Linked DNA regions of Mus musculus: region 2 is linked to region 1. Evidence: chromatin contacts called from public HiChIP or PLAC-seq data. All regions are on one chromosome and are shown on one strand. The core of a region is the stretch at or near the end of the contact, and the rest is flanking DNA. Distances in the headings are between cores, read along the strand shown. Region 1 overlaps Gm5544 (predicted gene 5544). Region 2 overlaps Notch2 (notch 2).

What was found. HiChIP or PLAC-seq counts read pairs in DNA pulled down with a chosen protein or histone mark.
Region 2: an H3K27ac HiChIP or PLAC-seq map of microglia shows a contact between it and region 1, with 3 times the contacts expected there. The contact joins two enhancer-like sites. A contact is called at or near these places in 1 of 15 datasets of contacts at CTCF or cohesin (the NIH/3T3 cell line), 7 of 484 Hi-C or Micro-C datasets (bone marrow-derived macrophages, embryonic stem cells, liver and 2 more) and 5 of 115 datasets of contacts at active chromatin or transcription factors (CD8 T cells, bone marrow-derived macrophages, embryonic stem cells and 2 more).

Annotation. Positions count from the first base shown.
Region 1 is chr3:97,963,440-97,968,619 of GRCm38.p6, reverse strand. It overlaps Gm5544 (predicted gene 5544), which reads right to left. Exons shown (of 2, transcript NM_001033779.2): 2 at 1,602-2,314. The coding sequence starts at 2,205. The coding sequence ends at 1,834. Among named protein-coding and RNA genes, the nearest start is that of Gm5544, 36 kb to the right of the region's middle. Within about 2 kb of position 3,454, at least 71 of the 459 cell types and tissues checked have an H3K27ac peak or open chromatin away from gene starts, as enhancers often do. A contact at or near this core is called in liver, microglia and uterus, where this site is marked.
Region 2 is chr3:98,041,643-98,046,458 of GRCm38.p6, reverse strand. All of the region lies in intron 1 of Notch2 (notch 2), which reads right to left. Among named protein-coding and RNA genes, the nearest start is that of Gm40103, 18 kb to the right of the region's middle. Within about 2 kb of position 3,453, at least 150 of the 459 cell types and tissues checked have an H3K27ac peak or open chromatin away from gene starts, as enhancers often do. A contact at or near this core is called in liver, microglia and uterus, where this site is marked.

The sequences.
Region 1 (5,180 bases), core at 2,205-4,704:
CTCTCATTCTGAAACCGGTGGAAACACAGATAAACTAGAAGTCAGGGAAGCAGGGCTTTGATCTGGGAGAGACAGTGGCTGACCATGGGTCCCCAGGCTTCCAGGCTCTGCCCTTATCTCTAAATGAAAAGAGGAATGGCAGGTTTATGGAGTACCTATCCTGCTAAGTGCCTTCAATCATATCACTTTGTTTAATACTAAGAACCCTGCTAGGTAGGAATGCTTATCTGTGTTGTACAAATGGGAAGATAGATAATCATGCCTGCTGTGTTTGCCCAGACTTCAACAGCATTAAACAGGAACTTGAGATGGAATTTGAGTCAAGGACCTTCTAAGTCCAAGTTTTAAGTGCGAACTAGTCATCCATTCTCTCTGCGGTGCCTTGGGTTCTGTGTGTAGGTTGAAGTCCCTAGAAGACTCATCTCAGCCCTTACTCACTAATTGTATCAGTTGTAGACCTTGAAAATATAAAGAAGGATCTTCTTCTCCTCCTCCTCCTCCTCTTCTTCTCCTTCTCCTTCTTCTTCTTCCCATCGATTAAAATAAAATACTTACATCTGACATGTTTTTCCAACTAAAAAGAAAAAAATTCTGGGACAGTCTTTTGTATCCTTGCCCAAGAGTTTAATATTCCATCAGTTTTCATTTATTTAACAGTGTTAATTGGTAGCTCACAAGGATATGGTGGTACTTTGAATAAAACTGGCTGCCATAGGCTCATAGATTTGAATGCTTAGTCATCAGGGAGTGACTCTCTTTGAGAAGTTTAGAAGGGTTAGGAGGTGTGGCCTTGTAGTACACGTGGCCTTGTAGGGGAATATGTCACTAGGGCGAGGCTTTGAGGTTTCAGAAGCTCACACCAGGCCTAGCCTCTCTCTCTGTCTCTGTCTGTCTGTCTCTACTCTCTCTCTCTCTCTGTCTCTGCTCTCTCTCTCTCTCTCTCTCTCTCTCTCTCTCTCTCTCTCTCTCTCTGCCTACAGATCAGGATGTAACTCTCAGCTACTGCTCTAGCCCCATGTCCATCCTCATGATGATGATAATGGACTAAGCCTCTGAAACTGTAAGCAAGCCCTGAATCAAAAGCTTTCTTTTATGAGTTGCCTTGGTCATGGTGCCTCTTCACAGCAATAGAACAGTGACTAAGATAGATATACTTTATAGATTCTAATCCACACAGGATCAGAGCATAGAAGCAACACAGGCCCCAGGGGTTACAAGCTACTGACTTGGCAATGAAACATTGCCTTTCTTCCCCTGATTCACATAACCATGTACGGCAGGGGTGGAAGTCAAGAGTGTCTGTGGGGCTAGAGATGGTTCATTGATCAAGAGTGTCTACTGATCTTGCAGAAGTCCCAGGATCAGTTTCTAGCACCCACATCAGGGAGGTCACAACTGCCTATAACTCTAGCTACAGGAGGATCTGATGTGCTCTTCTGAACTCCAAGCATACCTGCAGTCACGCATGCATATACATATACACATGTGCACACAATTAAAAATAAATAAGTATATTTTTAAAGAGTACACTTGGAAAGGGCTTATTTACCAAACCAGGGTCTCCTGAAATGGTCAGTGGGAATGAAAATCAGGCTCAGGTTGAAGGGGTCTCCGAAAACCTAAGGTTGAGACAAGTTTATTGCAAGCAATCAGACTTTTTATACCCTTATCAGATACAGAATATAATGGCAGCTACAAAGAAGAATAGAATTATAACTGCCAGGATACAATGATTGCACACAAGATTAATGTCTAAGACTAATTGTCCAGCCTTCTTATATGCTTCACTGATTTCTTTGGGATACAGAGAATACAGTTGGCATGAATGTTTCACTACCCGAGGGAGTGACTCAGTTTCTCAGGAATTGAAAGGCACATAGTGCCCCAGAAGCCACAGACCCTAACCTGAAAACTCCACGACCCACACCTCTCAAGACAGCTAGACCAGGCCAATTCCATGATTCCCTGTACTTCTTTCTGCTGTTTGGAATCAATTTCCTGTTGTATCTTTAGGAAATGTGATCCCCAACTTTCAGAAGCTCTGAAAGGTCTGTCCATCATTCCCCAACAGGCCTGAAGCTTAACTATCGAGTTTCTCATGGGCCCACTTTGGGTTTTCCTCTCCCATATTCTTATGTAGAGCCATTTCCTCAGTAGGAGACCCAAGATGAATTCCAGCACGTTGGCTCCTGGACTTGGTACCATAGCCTTCTGCCACCTTGAAGGGTTGGAGGAGGCAGTAATTCATCTCTGGATCAGGATTCCTCTTCCTCATTCCTCATGTGTCTCCCTGAGGTCTTGGCTGTGAGCTATCCTATTAAAGAGAGAGAAAAAAATCAGACTTTTTAAGCCTTAGTGGTGACAGGGCATCCTGATACATCAGAGGCTCATGGGTGAAAGGGCAGAGGACTCACGGATGCTTCAGAGACTTCTGCTGTGGCATCAACCTGACTCAGAGGAGCTGAGACAGGAATAGATGAACAAAATGACTTTGATGCCTAGTGACTAAAGCTTAGTTTAAAGTCTAGAGGGACCAGTGTTCTGCACAGATGAGTAAGATAGGAAAGATTCTTCTGTCGTTGTTCTTCTTCTCTCATGTAATACATCCCAAGAGCAGAAGCCTCCCCTCTCCCCCTCCTCTCAAAACCCCCCTCCCCACACCTTCTCTCTACCTCAGATCTACTGCTTCTTCATGTCCCCTCAGAAAAGAGCAGGCCTCCATTATGGTACTTAGTGAACATGCATGAGGTCCAAGGTTCAACTCCCCAAGATTTAGAAAAAAAAAAGTTGTTTTTTTTTTTTTTTTAAAGCAGAGCTTTATTCTTATTGGATAATAATAACAAACGCATACCCAGCATTCTCCTCCTCTCTTTTGGTTTATTACTTTATTCAGCCTTCACAAGCCCATGAGGTATATCTTAGTATTGGCCTCGTATAGTAGAGTAGGAACCTGACATTCACAACTATCACTTCTGCAAGGGCACACAGCATCTAAGTGGCAAAGAGTAAGAATTTGGAGTAAGCTCCATTCTCTACTAACATTTACTTCCCTAAATATGTGCCAGGCTAGGGCTTTAGTCTGACCCTTGGATTTCTGAAGCACCTTAGGCAAAGAAAGACTAAAAAACAAAAAGTCCTGTTACACCCTTCGATTGTCAATATTAAGATTATTTACTTTTGAACTAATGAGGCACGGTCTTTAATCCTGTATTTTCATACACACTTTTCTCATAAAATTCATACCTACACGTCCATATTGTGGTATTCATGTGCTCGGGTATAATATGTCACCACCCACCGGGTCACCAGGTCCTGCTTCCTTCTTACTTCTTGTGACTAACATGGTTGCCATGAGTTTTTCCTGAAAGGAAATGAGCAGCCCATGTGTTGCCCAGATGGTGAAAGTCATGTAGAGGTCAATGACTTGAGCAAGGTCATAGACCAAGTTAACCACATTTGGCTCCAATCGGGATCAATAACGGCTGTGTGTCCTGTCTCATCCTTTGCTGGTCTGTCTATCCCGGTCCTGGGCCACATTCCAAACGGGGTCATCCGGTGTACACCGCCTGGCTGAAAACTCCCCCTGTGGTTTCGCTCACATCTGGTGTTTTTCACTTCTCTTTCTGACACGTGCTTTGATCCGATTGCTGCTACAGCAGAAAGATGTCCAAAGGCTGCGTGGAACACAGCTAATTCAGTGAGAGGTGAACAGTATGCCCGCCTCCCGAGGACAGAACTTCTAAAAATAAATGGTAACACAGTTGCAGTGCTCCATCCTTGAAGCATGCTAGAAGCCCCCAAACTTAGTACCTCTACCAGCTCATGACTGCCTACCATGTCTGAAGTCTTCCTCCCTCCCTTTTGTGAATGGCGAGGGTGAGGAGTGGCTTTGTGCCTTCCCTAAGGGTTCGTGGATCAGATCTCAACATCAGCTCACACACAAGCAGAATGATTCACAAGTTCACATCCACATCACCTTATCAACAACAGGCTTCTCCACTCTGTTCCTTTCAGCAGTTGTTATTACTAATTTTGTCCTGACCCCATTGTAACAAGTCTCTTCCTAAATTACAAGAGAATGTTTTATTACATTAATTTTCTAAGGGAGCTATTCAGGTATAGTAGTGCAACGCTTGTGATCTCACATCTGTAAACTCATGAAGCCCAGGCAGGAAGAGTATGAGTTTGAAGCCAACCCTGGGCTACATAGTAAGACCTCCTTTTTAAAAAACAAAACCAAAACAAGCAAAATCCCTCAAAATTATTTAAATAAAAAACATTAAGAACATGAAGAGCCGGGCAGTGGTGGCACACACCTTTAATCCCAGCACTCGGGAGGCAAAAGGCAGGCGGATTTCTGAGTTCGAGGCCAGCCTGGTCTACAAAGTGAGTTCCAGGACAGCCAGGATTATACAAAGAAACCCTGTCTTGAAACCCCCCCCCCCAAAAAAAAGAGCATGAAGAATAAAAAAAAAAAAAAGGGAGGGGGTGGAGAGAAGGCTCAGCTGTTAAGAGCACTGACTGCTCTTCCAGAGGTCCTGAGTTCAAATCCCAGCAACCTCATGGTGGCTCACAACCATCTGTAATAGGATCTGATGCCCTCTTCTGGTGTGTCTGAAGAGAACCACAGTGTGTGCACATAAAATAAATAAATAAATCTTAGACAAAAAAACAAAACCCCACAATTCTTTCATCTTACCAGCTCATTATTTTATTTCCTCTAATCTCATTTTCCTTACAGGTTCATAAATTTTTGTTCATTTACTGACTTTTACACAATGAGAACGATAATCTGCACACAGGTTTTTGTGCCCTGTTCTTTTGCTTACTTAACGTTATAAATGCTTCCTGTTGCTGCGGCTTGCATTTGGCTCCAGTCTCTCCCAAGCTCCGTGTGTTGAAATTAAACCCCGTTGTGATGTATTAAGGCTGAAGAAACTTAATCCCACTATGGACTTTAGAGGTGGGACTTTTGGGGAGGATTAAAATTAGACAGATAGAGCCGCCAGGGCTGACTCTTGGTGACTTTATGAAAGGAAGAGAAGGGGCTGGAGAGATGGCTCAGTCATTAAACTGCACATTGCCCTTACAGAGGACAGGCGTTAGGTTCCCTGGCTCACAACTGCCTGATGCCTCTGTGGGTGCCTGCACTCATGCACCCCCATCTGTATAGTTAAAAA
Region 2 (4,816 bases), core at 2,204-4,703, 78 kb before region 1:
GGCATCACAGAAGCACCCGCTGGGCTGTGCACTCAACAGGCACAGCCAGGCACATCTTCTCATCCACGGCCCACTTCCCTGTAAGGCATAAGCGCTCCCTCTTCCCACACTGATAAGCTCCAATGCAACTACCATAATTAAAACAGTAATGTCAGGTTATTTCCTCCATACTGCAGCGCTCAAACTCATGTTTTCATCCTCTTGAGACACTTTTATTAGCTCTCTTCTGGTTGCCTTTTCCTCTTCCTCTTATTTAAAAAAGGAAAACAGCTCAGGAAAGGACTGTACCACCAGCACAGAGCGTTCCAGCTCAGTCCCCTACAAGAATTCCAACAGGCAAAAGCCATCATGAGTCCTGCCTCCTGTACCTAGCTGGTAACCTCAGGCAAGACAGCCTCACTGGGCTCCATTCCCTACCTGTGAACTAATCTAGGTTGACCGCCCCCAGAGTCCCCTGTAATCCAGCAGGGAGTGGCACTCCATAAAAGAGGCTGCAGAGGCTCAGCTGGAGAGCGCTAGCTGTGCAAGAGTGAAGAGATGAGATCAACCCCCCCACTACCCCCCCAGGCACCCACGCAAAGAGTCAGACATGGCTGTGCACGCCTGGGATCTCAACCTGAAGAGGGGGATGGGGGCAGCGCCCAAGAGCTCACTGCATGGCCAGGCTAATCCCCAAAGCCAGCTTCAGCTCAGATTAACACCCTGTCTCAAGACAGTGAGGGAAAGAGAAGCAGAGGGAGGCAGCAGCTCCCCCTCTGAACCTGGCGTGTGCACACAAGGTCACTCACCTCCACACTCAGTGCACGTACCACACACAAATGCATAAGCATTACACCACACACAGGGATAATGTGTTAAGAAATATACCAAGGTTTTTTGGTTTTGTTTTGTTTTGGGGGGGTTGGGTTTTTGTTTTTGTTTTTGTTTGGTTTTTTTTTGTTTGTTTGTTTGTTTTTTGTTTTTTTTGTTTGGCGAGACAGGGTTTCTCTGTAAAGCCCTGGCTGTCCTGGAACTCACTCTGTAGACCAGGCTGGCCTTGAACTCAGAAATCTGCTTGCCTCTAGCTCCCAAGTGCTGAGATTAAAGGCGTGCGACACGAAATACACCAAGTTTTAACAAGTACATAAAAATAGGCAGAATACAAAGAGAAATTTATCCAGGAGAGCAGAAGGACCCCAGCCACCCATGACTCAGCTGTGGGCAGGGAGAGGAAAAAAAAAAAAATCACAGCCTGTTCCTACTAGGTGTCCTGGCAAATAATCACAGTGACAGATTCATAGAATACACACAACCTAGAGTCAATATGTGCCTATCTACCTAGCAAATAACTTTACAGCCTTGCTTTAGAGAACCAATCCAAGTCAGTGACCAAAAAAAAAAAAAAAAAAAAAGGTGGGCACCCCAGGCTAATAATTAATGCCACTTGGCTGGTTTCTGGGATTCTACTACCTTGAACCTTTAACATTTCCCCAGTCACAGTTTTCAAACTTCAATATGCATCAGAGGCGCCTGTTAAATCAGTACCTGGACTGGCTCTCCAGCCCCAATCAAATCCAAGAGTGGATGGAGTCTGAGACACCAGCCCAACTTTTCTTCTCAGGCTGCACACAGTAGCAGAGGAAGATCAATCTTTCAGACCACGGTCTGTATTTCTGGACATGTACCCCACAATAAAAGGAAAAGCAAACACAAGAAAGTGGACTTGTGTCTCATTGCCCGGTCACTTGGCAGTGTGACACAAAACGTAGAAGAAAGCTTCTAGAATTTTTCTTTTTTCGGAGTTTTGAGATAGGGTCTCACTGTAGCTCTGGTTATCCTGGAACTCACTATGTAGAGCAGGCTAGCTTCAAAATTCACAGAGCACCATCTAGCTCGGCCTCCTCAGTGCAGACATCAAAGGTGGGTGCCACCACCCTCAGCTGAAACCCATTCAGAACACAGCACATCTACAAAGCATGCAGATGCAGGGCCCTGATGTCAGGGACACTGTAGTCAGCAAACTCTCACAAACTCTGCTTCTCTTAGGGGAAAACAGGCAACAACAAACAAAATGTAAATAAAGCCTCTTTAGACAGTGGTATGTTCTAGAAAAAAAAACAAAACCAAGCAACGAAAAAAGTTCTCAGGTAGAGATAAGAAAAGCCCACTTGAGCAGGAACCCAGGCACAGAAAACTAACATACATTTGGGGATTGAGATCGCAAATTAAACAATAGTCACAAGAAAAAGGCCATGGAGGCTAGGATGGGATAAGTCACCAAAGGCCTGGTCAGGTCACAGCTGCTCCTTCAAGTGGGAGGGGAACAAACTGCCCTGTTTAAGCACATCAACTTCAAAGGAAAATGACACAATTTAATATAGAGTATGATATCAATAAATGGGATTAATTCCTCCCAGATGCCATCACCAGCCCTCTAATAAAACACACAAGCCACGCAGAGCTTACTGCTATCCTCCTAAAGGGGCAATAAAAAAGAAATGATTCACTAAATGTACAGCCAGTACTATACTTGAGCAAAGGGCCACTCCATACACGAGCATGGCGCTCAACCAGCAATACACAGAGACCAACCAACCATGAATGAACCAGTCTCTGGATACACCATCCTCTCAGCCTACAGGGAAGGGACAGATGGAACAGAGAGAAAGGGACCTAGCCAAATGACTCCAGAAAAATACAAACACAGCAAAAATGGCTTTTATTGGATGCCTTCAGTATACCCTCTTAAAACTCACTGTCAAAACCTCTCTACAAAGAACTACGAAAACAGCACAGACCCTTGAAGCCATTCAGTCCAGACGAGGCTTCATATTCACATTTATTAGCCTCCACTGTATACAAACACTGCAGACAACAAGGTACATATCAGTCAGTGATCTTTACCAGGTCCAACGCACCAGGAATTTATCTTCGAAAAGACAGACTGAAGGTATCCAGGCTTGATGGAGTCCCCATCACAATTTTCTAGGCTTTCCGGAGCTTTTTGGGCCGTGCCAGCTATGTATCACAGGCTTAAAAGCCTCCCTTTGTTTTAAGAATCTCAAACATGAGTAATTAAGTCTGGTACCCCAGACGGTGTAATCTGAGCAGCCTACAATGTGTTTCACTCCTTGCTCTGACAAGCAATGTTTTAAATTGGCAATACTTGTTGCTTTGTAGCCTCTTCAAATAAGCCTCTGTCTGTTGTCTGACTCACATGACTCTTTTCATACCCTGCTCCTTCTGCCTGCAGCGCGCTCATCCGCTGCACCCTCAGACGAGGTTTAATGCTCTGAATGGCTGCAGAGCCTAAAGTAGAAGAGTGACAGACACAGGGCGCTTCTTTTCTCCCTTCAACGTTTATGCAAATTTCAAGTAGCAGAATTTGAGAGCTGAAGTCTGGGTTGCTGGCTGGGACTTGGCTGTGTGTCCCTCTGTTGCTTCTGGCACAGGGCCTCTGGAAGGAGTGCCGTCCAGTGGACACGGCCATGTTTTCTAAAATGACTGCTTGCACTACTACCCAAAATAGGAGAACTGAGGGCAGGCGGAGACAGCAGGGATTTGCAGTGATTCTCACAGCACCCTTCAATTTCAAACAACAAAGCTTCCACTTTGTTTTTTATTCCATTTTTGGGGGGCAGCCGCCGAGGGGGGAGGGCGTGTCAGCCATGAAAAAAAAATACAAACAAACAGAAGCACAGAAGCTCACATTTAAACAGAAGCAACGTGGGAGTAGTTGTCTCCCTCCTGAAATCAGTCTTGGTTAAAAGAAAGGAGAAAAGCAACCAGGGAGACACGGATTTTTATGCCTCCCCTAATATGTCAAGGATCTCTGCGTTCTTCAGAGATCACCAGTAGAAAATATTTCTGACCTAAAATATGCCGATTCCTGATGCAGACAGGACATCTAGAGGGCTCCCCGTCCCAGCTGCTTTCCCAAAAATGAAACCTGCTGTGGTTTGGGAAAAACAGAAGCAACAGGGTTTCACTCCGGCCCAGACTGGCCGGAAACTGACTGTGTGATCCAGGCTGCCCTTGAACTCCTGGCAAAGCTCTTGCCTGCCTCTCAGGTGAGTCACCATGCCCAGCATCTAGGATTTTCATTTTATACAGAAATTCATTTCTATGAAATATTAATCCTTGATTCTAAAACCTGAACTCATCAATGTACTATGTAACACCAGAGTTTACTATACAATGGTGGTGGTGGTGGTGGTGATGGTGGTCTCCTTCTTCTCCTTCTCCTTCTCCTTCTCCTCCTTCTTCTTCTTCCCCCTCCTCCTCCTCCCCCTCCTTCTTCTCCTCCTCCTCTGCTTTTCTCTTATCGGGATTATAGAAAAAACAACTAGACCCCAATTGTGAGCTGAAGCAAATGAGTTCAACTAGGTAAGTTTCAGCCCTTGCATGTTAAAGATTACACTATATACAACATATGGTTTGAAAACCCACAGAAGAACCAGGACATGTCAGTCTATTAATGGCACCACTGCATGCTGTCCCTCTAGACGGCACTGAACGATGCGACCCCTCTCTAGCTTGCTAATTCCTACTTGCATTCCGAATCATTTGCTTCCACGTGCTTCCACTATGGCTTGGGCAGGTGTATCATACTCTCACCCTCACGTCTAGCAAAGTTCTTGAAAGGCAGTGGTGTTGACAACAGAGATGGCTCATCTCCATGTGTATGAACCACGGAAGGTGCATAGTCACTGACATTCAACAAACTAAACAGCTAAGACAAAAACCTACTGTCAGACTCAACCACCAGCTCCCGTGATTAAAATGTTCAAAGGTTTCCATTTTACTGAGCATGGAGACACTGAAATGAGACTCTAAC